Regions from separate parts of the Hordeum vulgare genome. Here region 2 is linked to region 1. A link is a contact called in public Hi-C data. All regions are on one chromosome and are shown on one strand. The core of a region is the stretch at or near the end of the contact, and the rest is flanking DNA. Distances in the headings are between cores, read along the strand shown. Region 1 has its middle 100 kb from the start of LOC123397690. Region 2 holds the start of LOC123397689.

Region 1 (5,170 bases), core at 880-3,379:
AAACTATCGTAGACCATTACAACATCGTATATGTTTCAAAAATATAATGCATATTACATAAACGCTATGCAGGTCGTCACTTGGACATGTATAAAGAGGGGGACATTGCCGCTACACTACCTTTTTGCAAAGGAAAAAGTCTATTCTAAACCCTGAACTGGTAGCGCTCCGGCAAAATAGACCCTGATGTCCAAATCCCTGTCGATTGCACCCTAAACTTCCAAATCCTGGTCTAAATCGAACCTTGAAGTGTACCACCAAACAAGGATTGGTGATGTGGCAACTTATGCCCGAAAATGGTTGCGTTGCGGACGTACTGGACCCTAATTTGCGCAGATGGACTGGGCCGGCCCAATGTTTCACGCGGGTGGACAGGCCCGCGAGGCAGAGGAGGCATTTATGACCTTGACCGCTCCGTGTCTTCCCGGCTTCGACCTCTCTCTCTTGCGCGGCAGCAATGGCGACCGGCAGGTGAACGGCTCCACGGCGACGATCGTGACGGCGGGGCGGCGCAAACAACTTGAGGTAGACATCTCGATGCCCTCCTCCTCCGATGCCCGTAGTTTAGGGAGAAATCGAATCGGATGGATTCTCACCTGTGCATCCACGCAGGCGTAGTATCGCCTGCCTGGATTCTGACGGCTCCACGAGATCCAACAAGGCGCCTTCCTACGAGGGTCGCACCTGTAGTACTTAGCAGGCTCATACGCCATGGCGTCTTCGCGGTAGCGGACCGGCGAGCGCACATCGGCCCCACTCCTTCCTGAAGCTCGACGGAAGCCGGGCGCGACAGAAGTACTCGACGACCACGACATCTCCCTCTCTGCCGCCGGCGCCAGCCACCGCCGCCCCGCTCTGATTTGTCCTCCCGCCCTGCTTTGCTTTACTCACCGGCGTGATGAACCCTAATTTCGTTCCCCAACTGTCAGCAAATTGGTTCTACTAATCGATGCTATTTGTTCTCTACTTTATAATGCATCGGAAAGATAGATGTGTATTTTTTTATGGACAAATTTTAAACTAAATATACATTTATTTATGGACCAAGGGAGTACATGAGTAGGCAACGAAATGCTCAAGCCACGCAACGACATAAATATGGAATCCACGAATCCATCTCATGCCTGCGACGAGATCTTGTGGAACCTTTTTGCTTCGACCGATTGACCTCCATGCTCACAGGAGGAGGAGGAGGCTAGCAATTGAAGACGGCATTACTGTGCGTGTCTGCATGCTGCATGCGTGGTAATCAGCTACTCGTGAGCTTGCAAACAATGGATACTACTCCCTCCGTTCCTAAATATAATTCTTTCTAAAGGTTTAACTAATGAACTACATACGGATGTATATATACATACTCTAGAGTATAGATTTATTCATTTTGCTTTGTTTGTAAACATCTGGTGAAATATCTTAAAAGACTTATATTTAGGTACTGAGGGAGTAGTACTAGTATGATTTGTTAGGGCATCTCCAATGGTTATAAGATAGTTGTTGGTAATTTTGACACATAGGATTTTTGATGATGTGTCATGCAATAAATGAGGAAAGAGAGCAAGGTTGTATGTAAATTAACCAACACCCTTGCACAAGCTCCAATGTAGAATGAGAGAGCACCTTATTTATTACATCACATCTTATTGGGCAAACTAGATACAACCCATTGGAGTAGTTGTATGTTAAGGTGTTGGTTGATGACATGGCATATTTTACTAACAACCTAACCAACAAACTGTTGAAGATGCCCTTATATCGAGACAGACCGAGGGAGGCCATGCATGTGATTGCTCACTCCCGTGCTAGGCTCCTATAGGTAGGGATTGAAATAGCTAGGCAACGTTGGGAAAGACACAGAGAGAGAGAGAGGTAGAGAGATCAATGCGGGAGTAGTGTATGCATTGTGCTTGGGACATGCGCATGCACGCGCGCGAGAGGGCATGGCATGCAGACCGGACGGTTCAGGAGGCGGATGTTGAGAATATGACCCCTTCCCGTTTCCCCGTAATGCGAGTGAAGAGAGATGGGACGCTACAAGCCTGCGTCGCGCGCATTACTCCTCACGGGATAGAGATGGAGTACTAGTAGTAGCTTGCTACGCAGAGGGCCGGATAGAGAGGAGCTGCAGATTGGCGCTGTTGCTGCGTTGGGAAGTGCCAACTGCCGAGCGTAGGCTTCCTAGGAGCTGCAGAGGCTAGCTGCCACCGCGGCCAGGCCAATGGCATTTTTAATGAGCAGTAGCGGAGGAAACAACGTCCAGGCGCATTTCATGTCCATTTCTTTTTTCATTTTTACTTATTTTCCATCTCATTTTTTATCCAAGAATACAGTTTTGTTGCTGTCGACTTGTTTGTACGAAGGCACTGCGTGCAATGCAGGGACGGGGAACCTGAGCCGGAGTTGGGTGGAGCCGGCTCCCGACGTTGATTGACTTTTCTTCACGGCAAATCTCTGCCCAAGAGATTTGAACCGGGATCGTCCCTGATACGAATTAAAAACGCTGCCGGCTGGGGAAAACGATGGCGTTCGATTAGGCACGAGAACTTGGCAATCAGAACCAAGGTGACAGAGCTAGCCGAGCCGAGCGGACGCCGTCGGTAACACGAGACCAGAAATGTCCAAGGCCCGTGCGCGCATGGAGCTCCTCATACGCCAAGGGAACGCGAACAGGAGACGTCGGAGTCCAAAAATCTCTCCCTAATAATAAAGCACGCATTGCTTCTTCCGTCCGTCGTGGTTGTTTTGTAGAAAATCCCTTGAAGTTTTCCAAAATCAACCCGCAGTCCGTTTTAAGTGAGAAACAATAAAGATCTCAAGTAATGATTATTAGGTTAAGACGTGTTGTATGATTTGCTTCTGTTGCAACGCACGGACTCTTTTGCTATAATAATAAAAGAGCTACCGCTTCTGTCGTTCGTTGCGGAATTTGCCCCTAGACTTCGCAGGAATTACGCCCCTATGCCACCGGTGAGTGGAAAAAACGATTTGTTTTCCTTTTTTTTGGAGTCAGGCGTTCGTCCATTCTCCATTTAAAATAATACCTGAACAAATCACAGTTCCACGCGCATCCCACTGATCTGAGTCATGCTCTTTCATCCGGATACCTGAGTTCGATCCCTGTTGCTGCCTTTCTTAAATTATTATTTTTGCTTTTTAATTTCAGTATCTCCTTTACCTCTTTTTTTTGGGATTGTATTACATTTCAGGTTTTGGTGTCTAAAAATTTCAGTACAAAACAAAATCTGACAGTATATGCCATTTAGAGGAGTATTGCTGTCAAAATAAACTTTTTGTTTTGTCTCTCAAGTTTTCTAGTTTTCTTCTAGATTTGAATATGTTGTTGGTAGTTTGCATTCATAGATTTTTCGTAGCAACTGACAGAATATATTATTATCAAATCCATAACTATACCATAATAGTAAATTCCACCAAGAGCTCGGGCGAGCGAACTGTCACTGGGTCACATATCCTCATTTTTCTCCATCAAGTTTCATTAGATGAAAATGTAGACGTTGCAATATTTAGATTTATTGTGTGTGTCGACTCTAGATAAGTTCGCTGATTCAAGAAAAATATTTTAAAAATGTTCACATTTTAAGAATATATATTTACAAATAGTCTAAAATGTTCATGAATGCAAAAATATATTCCTGATTTTAGAAAATGTTCGCGAACTTGAATTTTTATCACAATTTCAAATATTTTTCAAAAATATGATTTCACAAAAATGAAAGTGATAATGTATTTTTCGGTGATGTAGCAAAATATGGTTATCGCCGTTGAAAATTATGATGTTTTTTCTTCCGTTGCAACGCAAGGGCCATTTTGCTAGTAAAAACTAAAACTCCAGACATATCATGCGGGGTTCCATGGGTAACCAACATCTCATGTCAACGTTTCAAAAAGAAAAAGAACATCTCATGTCAAACGAAATAGCGGGCCTTGGGCAGCTCCTACAACTGACATTCTCAATGGACTGGAAAACGGGCACGACGAGCAAGTGAATGCACATGAGGACATCATGTTTTCAGGATCCATCATGTTTCACGACAAGCAAATGCCTTCACATCATGGTTTTTTTGGCACGGGCCTGCACATCATGTTTTCAGGGCCCATCATATTTTTCTAGTTGATTCGCCTTGTCTTGAGCTATACATCCAATTCCACGTATAGTACACACAAAGGCGAGAGCTCTTAATCGGGGCTTCAAGCGCTCGTTCGCATACTTAGCCCGTAGGTTTGAAAAGTCTGTGGTCTAAAATGTTCATGGTTTGGAAAAAATCATGAATTTGAAAAAGGTTACAAATTGAAAATTTTCACAATTTTGAAAAATTTCGTGGATCTGAAAAAACAATGAATCTGATTTTTTTATGAATTTGAATAAAAAATCATGAGTTTGAAAAAAAATGCGGTTACAAGACTTTCAAAGATTTGAAAAGTTTACAGCTTGAAAATCTTTACACTTTGGAGAGAAAATCATGGATTATAAAATGTTCACGGATTAGAAAAGAATTTGCACTTCAAAATAGTTCATGAATTTGGAAAAAGGAAAATAAAATGATAAGTAAAAATGAAAAACCAAGCCCAAAAAAGACAAGGAAGAATCGTCCCACGAAAGTTGATGGGAACCTTCTAGAAGGTTCCCAAAATCGATGATTGGACATGCGAATTATGGGTCGGCATGCTTAGAAACGCAACGAAAGGTACGTGAGCGATGTACATGAAAATTGTTAAATCGGGCGCCTCAAGCATTCTGCGTCAAGTAGTCGCACGGTCACACACAACACAATCAAGCTAGCAATTGAACTTAGCTTGTCCATCTTAGATAGCTGACAAGTAGTTCGCATCCGGTCTTGGGTTATCAAAGACATCTTTTTGGAGGCATCAACACTTGTTTATAGCGGTATAACATATACAATGACGAGCGATGCAATAGCATGTGGAGAGGGTTTGTGTCTAGCAATAGACCTGGTCAAACACACGGTTCATCTGGCATATGATTGCAAGAGTGTCTTAAAGATACCGAGGAAATTGTAAAGTGCTATATACCCTTCTGCGAGTGACATCTCATCCATGAACAACACAATAACAAGTCTGAGGCTCGCAACGTAGGTAAATATGCAAACAATTTGAATGAGGGTTGCCATGGGTAGCTTGGAGTTCCTTTAGACAT
Region 2 (5,170 bases), core at 1,054-3,553, 330 kb before region 1:
CGGCTAGCGGCCGCCGTCGCCGCCGGCGGCCCTGGGACCTGGGTGAGCAGCCGTTGGCGACCGGCTGGTGTGAGCACGGGAGGGAGGAAAGATGCTGTGAGGGAACCGATGGGGCGCATCGGGGCACTAGGGTTGCTGGTTGCCTCTTAATTGGGCTGAGTGGGCTCTTACCTGGGATGGAAAAGCATCCAAAATGTCCTGGCAAAGTATCCTATGTATCGGGGGCGTATCGGAGGAGTATCAGTACCGGATACGGTATCCAATACGAATTCGCTGGTCGGCTGAAGTATCCGTGCATTTGAGGATACAACCTTACAATCACACCAAGGACCTTGGTACAAGCAGTAAGAGACTGCATGAAAGTACCAGCTTCCAAAGCAAGGATCATCCAAATACTCCCTCCGTCCGAAAATACTTGTCCGAGGAATGGATGTATCTAGATGTATTTTAGTTCTAGATACATCCATTTCTATTCATTTTTGCGACAAGGAATTCCTGACGGAGGGAGTAGTAAACAGGCCTGAATTGCTCCTTTGTTGATCAACACAAACATTACAGACCAACATATCACAACATCTATAAAATTAGATGGGCCTTGGGCTGCTACCCAAGAGACAAAGAGCAAACTACAAGACCTTGTGAACACCCGTTCAAGAAGATGCCTTTCTTCCACAAGCAATTTCTACTAAACTGTGGACACTGCAAATTCACAGTAATTATACTGATCCAGGCATTTCATGGAGAAGGAAAGGAGAGGGTGGGTTATTTGGGGCTTCTTTGGTTACCAGGGAGGATTCCAGGCAAAAAAATATCAGAAATATTGTGAAAAGATCAAAACAAATCATAATGTTTGGACAACTAATTGCAGTGCACTATGTTCAGTCCTTCAGTATATCCAGAAGAGGAAGAAAAATAAAGTCACACAAGCAAGACAGTGTAAGGAAAATAAAGTCATACAAGTAAATAAAGCAAGAAAGAGACCTAATTGGCGAGAACTTCTATTTGGCAAGAACTAATGATGGGAAAAAAAGACAGGAACTGATATAACCTCTACTCTGGGAGAAAGCTGTGATCAGACTTCATGAATTATCATATATCCATGATATGAGGCATGCTACTCATGTTAAATCCTAAGGAACTGGGAGTACTTGCTCAGTGGCTCCAGGGGCTAAGTTACAGGCGGACTGCAGTGCCCACACACTCAAAGCAAGTGGCAACTGAATCATGGAAAAGCATTAGAGTTTAGATCGTTGCGGCTATGTATAAATAACTCTAGGATGAAACCAGAATATATAGCAATTCGATGCACATAGATGAAGCAATTGGCTCTAGCTGTTTGAGGAAAGCAATTCAGTGCACATAGATGCAGCAACTGGCTCTAGCTGTTTCAGGAACCAGTAAAATAGGACAAGGGTTTAGATGCAATCAGTTTTGTGCCATGATTAGCGATGGTTTTTTCTCAGAAGTTGTCCCCCAAGATGCAAAGCTGCAGATCAATTGCCATCGAGAAAGAGGGTTAGGAAACTGAAACCACAACATCTACAACAGATCTGTGGACAGCTCGGTTGCCTTGTGAATATAATTAGTTGAAGCAGACTCCGGTGCCATCCAAGCTTGCTAAATGGGCTGTAATGATATATGATGGCCTACCTATCCTGCCAGTGTTTAGCAAAGATACATCTATGCACAAAGTTCATCCGCGGGGAAATGGTGGGACACCTCACTCATGGCTGCTTAACAAGGTGATGGTCAACTAAACATTCGCATTGCTGAGGAAGAACTGCAGTCAGTGGGGACAAGATGCTCTCCATCCCCAGCACCCAAGAGCGGGGTGAGCATCGAAAAAACAGGCAAAGAGGAGGAGACTCGGCTAGCCTTCGCAGGTCTGGGGACATCTAGCACGTCGGTGAGAGACTGCGGTGAGCGCGTCGGAGTAGAGAGTAGGCGTAGCCGGAGGAGGAGAAGGTAGACGAGGCTGTCGCCGTCGCCGGAGGGAGGTGTAGTTGCTCGGAGGAGGCATGGAGCTCGGTCGTCGGATCAAACCTGGCGAGATCAGTCGGATCAACCTCTAGGTTTCCAACCATTCCGGTAGGATCACTCCACAGCGATCCAGTAGATGGATGGCGGGGGCCGGGGGGAGAGGAGAGAGGGACTCGAGGTGGAGAGTAACTGCGGGATTCAAGGAGGCACAATGCTTGAGGGCGCCAGTGTACCTGGGGTTCTCGTAGCGGCCGACGGCGGCGGCGGCGGCGGCGGCGGCCTCTGGACCGGTGTGTGAACGACTGCTACGTCGTGGCAAGGGATACCTCGCTGGTACTTGCCCATAGACCTGTTCGATATTGGGTTGGGCTTATTCCGTTGCCTAGTGACCCATAAAGCCCACGTAATAATGTCAGAAAGTATAGTTTTCACCGTTAAATCCATCTCAAAAGACCCTGTAGTCCTGTACTTTAAACGGGTCATTCCAAGTATTTGGCATGTAGCTCTGGCAAACGCTGCAGGCGTCGGCAACTGGTAAGAGTTGAGAATCAAACCGGGGATCTGCTGACTGACTGCGCACTGTAGTAACCACCCCACCACGGAAACGTAATGCACAAAGTTCCATCATTTTTTATCTTATCATGTTTTCTTTCTTTTTTCTTCTTTTTTGTTTTTTGTTTTAGTTTTTCTTTTTTTACAGTTTCCTTTTATCTTACCATCAATTTGGATGAACTTTTTTCTAACTAAAAGATTTTTCAAATATTTTTAAATTTTTTACAAATTCAATAAAAAAAAATTAAATTTGTTGAACTTTTTTCAAGATTGACGATTTTTCAAATTTGTGAACTTTTTTCAAAATAAATTAACTATTTTTCAAACTCGATGTTTTTTTTGACAAAGTCGATGAACTTTTATAAAAAAACAATGAATTTTATTTCAAAAATGATAATTTTTTTAAACCTTTTCATAAAGTTTTTTAAAAATCGGTGAATTTTTCTAAGTTTGTGAACTTTTCCTCAAAAAGATGAAATATTTCTCAAAATCGATAAACTTTCTTTAAGTTTGTGAATTTTTTGTCTCAACATCGATGAACGTTTTTAAATTCACAATTTCTTAAAAAGAAATAAAAAACTAGGTGATGAATAAATAGTGAGTCCATAATTGTTCTTACAATTTAGCACTACTAAATTCACGAGTGTGCAATGGTTGTGTTGGTTAGTAAGCTTAGAGCGTGACACGTGGCGGAGCTGAGAACGCGCCAAGTGGTGGCGTGTGGGAGTGATCGTTCGGAGGCTCCCGAATAAGTGCTCGCTAACTAGTTGCTCTTAGCTCGCCGATCAGCGACCTACCGCGTACCCCCCTTGCGTGCTGCTATTTGTATTGGCCAGCCCATTCCCCGATTTCATCTTATCCAGGTTTTGGGGAGGTTCTAGCCCTAAATTGTTTATTTTGCATTTCTATTTTTTCTATCTTTTTCTTTTTCCATTTGTTCTTTCTGGGTTTTTTATTTTTCTTTTATGTCTTTTCTTCTTTCTTTGTTTTTTCCAATTTGCACACATCTTTCATGTTCATGAACATTTTCTGAATCATTATCATTTTTTGAAATTCATGAACATTGTTTTGAAATTGTGAATGTTTCTAAAAATCATGATAAATGTTTAAACCATGAACATTTTCTTTTGAACGAGTGAACAATTTTTGAAATATGGGAACACATTTTTAATTTCAGGAAAAAATGTTTGTGATGAACATTGTTTGAGTTCACGAATAATTTTTGAATAAGCAAATATTTTTTGTATTCTGGGAACAATTGTTTAAATACCAGACCATTTATTGAATATTGTGAAGGTTTCATAGAAATCCATGATTTTTTTATATAATTCATGTATACATGAACTTTTTTTGGAATTTTTATTATGAAATTCATTAATATTTTTGAAAATTGTGCAGATTTTCTTAATAGATCAACTTTTTCTTGAAATCATGAATTATGTTGAATACGTGAGCATTTATCATTTCGTGAACATTCTTTTCACAATTCGCAAATTTTTTAAAACCTTGAATTATTTTTTTAAAGTAATAAAAGTTAAAATGGAAAGAAAAAAGCAAAAAAAAACAAGGGGCTTCTTACCCCGCACATAGGCCGGCGCATGAGGGAGCGGTTGGGTGCGTGCTTCATTGGTTTCCGACGCGTTGGTTGCCATATAGAAAGTACCCCTTAAACGTGTTAAAACGGATTGATCAACCCCCGAGTGTTTTTATATCATATTATAGGCTGTTTTTAGCTTTGACTGACTTGTCAAATACCGACTAGCTCATGCGGCAAGTGTATAGTTGCATGGAATTCTCATTATCTTTTCCCATTCCCCATAAAACCCTAGCGCCTCAATTTTATCGTTCGAAATAACCAAGCCCTTGAATTTCTCCACGATCTTGTCATAGACGAATCCTATGACATCAATTCCTTTTCCAGAATCGATGGCGCACCTGTCACGCCCAAGATGCGACCCTATCCTCAATTTGGCACGAAGGCCTCGTCAGGGATAGAAGCGCATCTCGTCGTGTCGCAAGAATGGATATCGTTACAAGTACATGTACTGAAAAGAAGAGATAAATACAGAGTTGGCTTACACTCGCCACAAGCTACATCAGAGTCACATCAGTACATTACATATTCATCGAGAGTAAGAGCAGGGTCCGACTACGGACGAAGACAAACGAGAAAATAAGAACGACGTCCATCCTTGCTATCCCAGGCTGCCGGCCTGGAACTCATCCTAGATCGATGAAGAAGAAGAAGAAGAATCAACTCCAAATGTACAATCAATGCGCTCGCATCAAGTAACCTTTACCTGTACCTGCAACTGGTGTTGTAGTAATCTGTGAGCCACAGGGGACTCAGCAATCTCATTTCCAAAGGTATCAGTACTAGCAAAGCTTAATGGGTGAGGTATGGTTAAGTGGTGAGGTTGCAGCAGCGGCTAAGCATATATTTGGTGGCTAAACTTACGAGTACAAGAATAAGAGGGGGAAGATCTACGCATATCGGTTGTGGCTACTGATGATCAAATGAATGATCCTGAACACCTACCTACGTCAGACATAACCCCACCGTGTCCTCGATCGGAGAAGGAACTCACGAAAGAGACAGTCACGGTTACGCACACAGTTGGCATGTTTTAATTAAGTT

Evidence for each region. A called contact is a pair of places that touch in the nucleus more often than the background predicts.
Region 2: a Hi-C map of seedling shows a contact between it and region 1, with 7 times the contacts expected there. The contact joins the promoter of LOC123397689 here to the enhancer-like site in region 1. A contact is called at or near these places in 2 of 6 Hi-C or Micro-C datasets (leaf and seedling) and 1 of 1 datasets of contacts at active chromatin or transcription factors (embryo).

Annotation. Positions count from the first base shown.
Region 1 is chr5H:98,642,745-98,647,914 of MorexV3_pseudomolecules_assembly, reverse strand. No RefSeq gene overlaps it. Among protein-coding and RNA genes, the nearest start is that of LOC123397690, 100 kb to the left of the region's middle. Within about 2 kb of position 2,129, at least 1 of the 3 cell types and tissues checked has open chromatin away from gene starts, as enhancers often do. A contact at or near this core is called in seedling, where this site is marked.
Region 2 is chr5H:98,974,010-98,979,179 of MorexV3_pseudomolecules_assembly, reverse strand. LOC123397689 reads right to left here and starts at 2,303. Exons shown (of 5, transcript XM_045092227.1): 1 at 2,214-2,303.